Regions from separate parts of the Macaca mulatta genome. Here region 1 is linked to region 2. A link is a contact called in public Hi-C data. All regions are on one chromosome and are shown on one strand. The core of a region is the stretch at or near the end of the contact, and the rest is flanking DNA. Distances in the headings are between cores, read along the strand shown.

What was found. Hi-C and Micro-C count contacts between places; a contact is called where the count stands out from the background.
Region 1: a contact with region 2 is called in a Hi-C map of fetal cortex germinal zone, with 3 times the contacts expected there. The contact joins the enhancer-like site here to the promoter of ZFAND5 in region 2. A contact is called at or near these places in 7 of 14 Hi-C or Micro-C datasets (blood, cortical neurons, fetal cortex germinal zone and 4 more).

Annotation. Positions count from the first base shown.
Region 1 is chr15:103,590,985-103,594,772 of T2T-MMU8v2.0, forward strand. No RefSeq gene overlaps it. Among named protein-coding and RNA genes, the nearest start is that of TMC1, 78 kb to the right of the region's middle. Within about 2 kb of position 2,102, at least 12 of the 40 cell types and tissues checked have an H3K27ac peak or open chromatin away from gene starts, as enhancers often do.
Region 2 is chr15:103,369,067-103,372,829 of T2T-MMU8v2.0, forward strand. It overlaps ZFAND5 (zinc finger AN1-type containing 5), which reads right to left and starts at 1,496. Exons shown (of 6, transcript XM_015117903.3): 1 at 986-1,496.

The DNA of each region.
Region 1 (3,788 bases), core at 852-3,351, 220 kb after region 2:
GTCGGGAGTGTGTCAACTGTGGGGTGGTGGTGCTACTGGCATCCAGCGGGTAGAGGTCAAGGATGCTGCTGAACATCTTACAATGCCCAGGACAGCCCTCTCACAACAAATTATCTGGCCTAAAATATCAATAGTGCTGCCATTGAGAAATCTGGTTATGTAACAGATAACTTTTTTTTTCTTTTTTTGAGACGGAGTTTCACTCTTGTTGCCCAGGCTGGAGGGCAATGGCTCCATCTCAACTCACTGCAACCTCTGCCTCCTGGGTTCAAGCAATTCTCCTGCCTCAACCTCCCGAGTAGTTGGGATTACAGGCATGCACCACCACGTCCGGCTAATTTTGTATTTTTAATAGAGACGGGGTTTTACCATGTTGGCCAGGCTGGTCTTGAACTCCTGACCTCAGATGATCCACCCACCTCAGCCTCCCAAAGTGCTGGGATTACAGGCGTGAGACACTGCGCCTGGACAACAGATAACTTTAAAAATTCTCAGCTGCTTAACCCAACAAATAATTATTTCTTCCTCAGGCCGTATATCCAGCATGGGTTGGCAACATAGCCCTGTTTGTCCTAGTCCCTTCAGGAAGTCTATTGATGAAAGATGCATTTTCATGTGGGATTCTCTCACCACTATGATAGAGAGAAGGAAATTTGTTGGATTGTACCCTGAATTTTAAAAAGCTTCTGCCAAGAATTGACATATATTCTTTCCAATAGCATTTTACTGGCCATCATCCATCATATGACCATGCCTGAATTCAGACAGAGTAGGTGGAGAATACATTTTTAATTTTAATTTTTTTTTGAGACAGAGCCTCACTGTCTCGCCCAGGCTGGAGTGAAGTGGCGCCATCTCGGCTCACTGCAACCTCTGCTTCCCAGGTTTAACAATTCTCCTGCCTCAGCCTCCCAAATAGCTAGAATTACAGGCATGCACCCCCACTCCTGGCTAAGGTTTTTCATATTTTTGTACAAATGGGGTGCCACCATGTTGGCCAGGCTGGTCTCAAACTCCTGGCCTCAAGTGACCCATCCTCCTGGGCCTCCCAAAGTGCTGGGATTACAGGCGTGAGCCATTGCGCCCGGCAAGAGTGCATTTTTTTCTTGTACCCAGAAGAGGAAAGAATGGGAATAATCATGAACTACCCTAATGACTATCATGCTGATGGTTAATGGTGGTTGTGGGATGGTGTGAGATTTAAAGATTTAAAGATGGCTTCACTCCTGTCAACTTTGCTTACTTACTGCTGTATAACAAACTGCTCCAAACTTCGGGGATGAAGATAACAAAAATCATTTAATTTGCTCATGAAGTTGCAATTTGGATAGGACTGTGTAGAAACAACTCCTCTCTATACCATGGGGCATCAGCTAGGACAGCTCAAAACCTGGGAGTAACTCAAAGGCTGGGGGCTGTAGTCATCTGAACGCTTGCTCACTCCCGTGCTCTCATGTCAGGCAGTGGATGCTGGCCGTAGACGGAGACCTCAGCGGTGGTTGTCAGCTTGACCACCTACTCCCAAACTCTACATGCGGCTGTTTGGCTCCCTTACAGTATGGTGGCTGGGTTCCAAGGCAGAAAGTAAATGCTGCCAGTTTCTTCAAGTCTGTCTGAAAATTGGCACAGCATTCTTTCTATCATATTCTCTTCATCAAGGAGTTGTAGAGGCCAACTTTAAGGGGAAGAAAAATAGACCCTATGTTTCAATAGCAGGAAGGTCAAAGAATGTGGTGGGGAAACTGCTTCCCAGGTTAGAAAAACAAGAATTATTTTTGCTTTGTTTTGGTTTTTTTGAGACAGAGTTTTGCTCTTGTTGCCCAGGCTGGAGTGCAATGGCGGGATCTCAGCTCACCACAACCTCCGCCTCCTGGGTTCAAGTGATTCTCCTGCCTCAGCCTCCCCAGTAGCTGGGATTATAGGCAGCGCCACCACGCCCAGTTAATTTTGTATTATTAGTAGAGACAGGGTTTCTCCATGTTGGTCAGGCTGGTCTTGAACTCCCAACCTCAGGTGATATGCCTGCCTTGGCCTCCCAAAGTGCTGGGATTATAGGCGTGAGCCATCACGCCAGGCCAGACAAGCAAGATTTCTTTAGGTGGAGTTTGTGGAATGAATGTTCTGGACAAGTAAACGGCATGCATCAAAGCACAGAAACATCAGAGCTGCATTCGTATAAATTCTCTAGCTGGTCTTACGTCCTAGCTACTTACTCCTACTGTTGACATTAACCTTATAAACTTGCTAGAGGCTCAGTGTGGGGAAACAAACAAACAAAGCCTCATGAAACATTTTGATTCAATTAGAAAATGTCTATTAAATACATTGTGTTTCACAAATGTGAACTATTAATACAATCTGGGTTTGTTCTGATTTAATTGTCTAAAATTATACATAATTTATCCTCTTGCCAACAAATGAAATTATGGAAAAATTAAAAATATCACCACCAATTTTTTCTGTTAAATGTTTATTTTTGTAATTATAACTTAGTTTAATCTCAGTTTGACATTTAGTACACTGTGGCATTCACTCTGGTTTGGGTTCATTTGGCTCTGAGCTTCATGGTTCAATTTAGACTTCAAAGCGTGTCAGACTTGACCTGAGGCACGTTTTCAACAATCAGGTGCAGTTTGTAAGGTTATGGGTTGAGGAATAGCATAAATGGGCCATCCTTTTTCTGATTTTGAGAAGAGAATGACTACTAACACCCAGGTGTGTTCTTGTCTTTCTGGAGTCAATTCCAACAGCATTGGCTGTGGGTTATAAAACCATAAAATTTTACAGCCAAGAACAACTTTAAATGCCTTTTAGGAGGAACTTCTTCATTTTGCAGTTGAGGAAACTGAGAATCAGAGACGAAGTGACCTCAGGGCGTTACAACTTACTATTACTGTATCGAAAGAGGAAGGGAAGCTGGTGCAAGCTGAGAGACCCACTGATGACCTGCAGGATACCCAGTGTTGCCCCTGCGTTTGGGCTCAGGGAGAAGCAGCTTCTTAGCTTCTGCTATGCTGACTTATCTTGTGATCTCTGTCCCAGCCCTTGGCTGCCTCTCCTCCTTGTCCCCAGGCCTGCACCATTCCATCTGCCTCCTGATTATTCACTGACAGCTGCCTTTTCCCTCACCCTTTGTTCTCAGTTTTTTAAAATCCAATGGGGAGAAGCTTGGATTCAAATGATAGCATTTGAATTCAGCTCATGAAAAATTCTATAACAAGTGCATTTGGCCGTTTGATCTCTGGCTTCTCCCACACACTTGCCCTTTATACTCTGACAGCCATAAGCTTCATTTCCTTGAAGCAGATTGCAATTTCAATGGAAAGGAAATAACTGTGTAGTTTTCAAGCTGAGTTCAGTTCTAAAAAGGACTGAGCGAAGCTCAATCCCGGGCTACTGTGGACTCTTAGTCACTGAATCAGGCAGCGAAAGATCTCTCTCCAAGCTTCCTGGTTATGATCTTGGAAAACACCAGAGCTAGGTTCAGATTTCAGCCATACCATTACTTAATTGTGTGATTTTGGCAAATACGCTTAAAACTTTTTTGACTCAGTTTCCTCTTCTCTAAAATGGGAACACTAATTAATGCTCACCTCTAAAGGTTGTTCAGTCATTCAACATATATTTGTTGGGTGCCTCCTGTGTGTCAAACTGTTTCAGTCCAGTGAAGAAGATGGACATGAATCTAAGAGTCACCAAAAAAATGTAAAATGGCACCTTTGATGAGTGACAAAGGAGAGGTATATGAGAAAGTGTGTGAGAGTATCTAACAGGTGAGGGCATTGTAT
Region 2 (3,763 bases), core at 246-2,745:
TTTTCACCAATTGAGTTCTGAAAGCCTACTTTTTAAAAAAAATCCTAAAAATAAAGAGTAAAATACAGTCGTTTACGGTTAGGTATCTAAATCCCAGGTTTAAGAACGGGGATGTGTGACCTATGTGTTCCTTTATCTTAATAATCTCCTTAGATGAAATCCTTAGGTGACATTCACTCAATAAAGATAACCCGACCCTTCCTCGAAAACACAGCTCCACGGAGTGCGTTGAAAGCGAGCAAAAAATTTCACGTTCATCAGCCTAAATGCACCAAACAAAGGAGAAGGTGCTCCATTTCCTCCATGAAAACGGATCTCAGGGTAGACACCCCGCGACGTCGAGAAACCCAAAAGACGACGCCGGAGAACCCCCGACCCCATGTTCCAACGGGTTTTGGAACAAGTTCGGGTCTCACTGATCCCCCATCCCCCTCCAAGCAAAGGCCTCACTCAGTAAAGCCCAGCAGGGCCCTCTCCGAAAAACCACTGAGTCATGCAGAACAGCAGCTCAGCAGGCCCGGCCTGCCTTTCGCCTGCAGGCCCCACGCCGATCCCCGACCCCGAAGGGCTCCTCTGAGGGAAGAGCTGGTGGGGCTACAGCGGCCAGGGGGCGCGGCCGCCGCCTCGGCCTCTTTGTTTCTCTGGGTCGTGGTGCCCACGCCGGGCGCCGCCGCCAAGTGCGGCCGGGCGGAAGGCGAGCGGCCTAGATGCCGGCCCCGCAGAGGCGGCACGCCGGGCATTGTTTCCCGACCGTGCTGTGGAGCGAGCCAGAGACGCCAGGAGCCAGGCCTCGGGCCACGACGACAGAATGACGCCTCCGTCTTTGTGCTTCCTGGGCTGGCGGGCGGGTTCCCCTCCCCCGGACGCCGCCATCCGCGGCCTGCTCCGGCTTCGCCGTTGGCCCGCGGCGCCCCGGTCCCTTCACTCCCGCCCCCGGCCCGGCAACGAGCAGCCCGGCTCCCGCCCCCAACCCCATATCACTCACCCTGCGGGGGCCCAAATGAGAAAGCCGGGTTCACGCGCGAAGCCGGCACGATGAGGCCGGGCCGAGGCCTCCGGGAAGGCTGAGCCGGGCGCCCTGGTGACGCCGCCGCGGGCCGGGAGCGGGTCGGAGCCGCAGGCGGAGGTGGCGCCGCCGCCGCCGCGGGGTCTTCCTTTGTTCCTGCAGCAGCGCCGAGCGTGGCCGGGACACGCCGGAGCTCGGGAAGTGGGAGGAGGGAAGCGAGGGGGGGGCCGAGGAGGAGGCGGAGGGACAACCGGACGCCGCAGCGGCTAACGCTGCTCAAGGCGCTCGCCCGTTGTCGTCTCACGCCTCCACAGGCCGCAGGTTGGGCGGACGAGGAGGGCGAGTGGAGCGCGCGCCGCGAGGCCGGGGGCCGTAAGGGCCCGCTGATGGCACTCTACGCCGCTCCTGCCACCGCCGGGGAAGCTGCGCGGCTCCCGGGAGCGAGCAAGCCCGCGTACGAGATGCACACAGCTCCGCGTCCCGGCCGACTAACGCGCTGGCCGCCCGGCGCCCGGGCAGTGGGGGAAAAGAGGGGGAGGGGGCGGGACCCGTGCGTCAGCGAAAACCCCGACGGCGGCGGCGGCGGGGAGCGCGGTGACGTCGCGGGTCCGAGGCCACGCCCCCGGCGCCCTGTCAGTAGGTCCGGGAGGCGGGGCCGAGCCGGGTTGCTGTGCCTTCTCGTGGAGCCCAGCCACTGGCCTGGCGGTCGGCCCCTAGGGTGGAGCTGGAAAGAGCGAGTCCTGTGGAGGATGTGTTTCTATTTTTAACCCAATTGTCCGCCCTCAGCCTCACTCCTTCGGATTTTCTCATTCAAACCCGTTTTTCGCCGTCCTAGTTCTCACGCTTTGTCTCCAGCCGTGGGCAGACATTCCCTCCCCCAAGAATTGTAAGGATTCACCCGCAGAAAAGGAAAAGAACTGCCTTATGGCTTCGAGGTCTTTTCTGTTTATGAAACCTCCTCACTCCCGACACCCATTTTCAGCTCCGAAGTCCAGCCCGTGCGTGGCCCTGACGCGGCTGGCGGCGTGCGTTGGCTCGCCCAAGGTCACGAGGGGTTGTGCGGTGTGAGGAAACTCGCGGCCGCCCAGGGCTGCCAATGCCCCGGCGGCGCTGTTCTGAACAAACTGTTTTGGCCAGCCCGTAAAATCCCTGGAAATTGACGATTCCAGCAAAGCGTCGTGAACTGGGAAAGCACCAAATGTTCTACTCAAATGCCGCGAAGGGACAAAACAAGCTAGATCTAAGGCCCAGATCAAGCGGGAGGAGTAGGCTTGCGGGAGGAAGTTCAAGGGGGGCAAGTACTAGGCGGGGAGTTCAGGCACGAGGCACAGGTTCCCCATGGGTGAAAGGATGACTTACTCGAAACAGTGGGAACCTTTTCAGAGCACAAACAAAAAATATTTTCAGCTGACCGCTCCAAGTGACTTTCAGTTCAACTCAAAATAACAAAATCACTAGGTTGGAAAGGACTTCTGAAATTTTCTAGTAAACTACGGTCTGACGAATACATAGAAATGACGTTTAGGGCTTATATTAGCCACATATAGAATGGAGAAGAGATCCCTTCAGTGTTTCTCAAAGTCGGTAAACAGAAAAAATTCACCTGGGGTGATTAAATATTCCTACGCCTCTCCCCTGGATATGGTTTTGGCTGGTCTGGGGTGGGGGTGGGGGGGGGGGTCCTACTGCGCTTCAGGTGATCCTTATTTGTAATCTGTAATGGGGGAATGCTGTACTGATAGCTTGAGCCAACACTTCCAAATCAAACAGTTCTCCGCCACAGTAAGCAAAGTACCTGGAGCATAACAACCTTTTATTTTGTTTTGAACAAATTTTGGTTTATTACTGTGATCAATGTATTAGAGATTTAAGTAGTTTGGGTCACTGGTCCCACGACCATTAAAATTTATTTCCTTAAATTAGATAAATTGGTAAAACAACAACAACAACAACAAAGCAGCTACCATTTACAGGCCATTTTCAGTGCCAACTATTTTCCATTTAGTGTCTCATTTTATCCTCACAGTAATTCACTGAGATAGGTACTATTATCACGTCCCTTTCTACAGATAAAGGAACAATGACTAAAGAGGCTTGCCCAGGGCACTGAAGGGCAGGGAGGCAATGGAGGTGATTATTATTGAGAACAAAAATAACTTAATTTTTTTTTTTTTTGCCCTCTAGAACTGGAGTTATAATGAGTGAAACAAGATAATTCCTGAAGAAGCATACTTTAAAAAAAAAGTCTAAGGGTAATGAGGCAAACTCATTATTGAATAGTGTATTCCATAATATTATGTCACCTTCTGATAATTCATCTTCTCTATCACCCATTTATAATTTTATCTGAGACTATTTCAACCAAGAATGTTGCAGGTATTGTACCTAAACATACCAAGATTCCTTTTTAGCAGTTATTTTCTAGTGGTTCTCAAAGTGTGGTCTCCAGACCAGCTGCAGCAGCAGCACCTGGGAACTTACTAGAAATACAAATTCTCAGGCCCCAGCACTAAACCTGTGGAGTCACAAACTGGGGGTTAGCACAGCCATCTGTGGCTCAATAAGTCCTCTAGGTGATTCTGATGTGTACACAAGTTTGGAAACCATTGACTTAACCCTACCATGGCGTCAGGTGACCCCTCTTTTTTTCAGATGGCTCACGCCACATGAAAGGGAAAGGTTTAAAAAAAAAAAGAAATCTTCTCATATTACTAGTGTAACAGATTAAGGGATGTACTTCTAAGAAGGTTTTTGTTT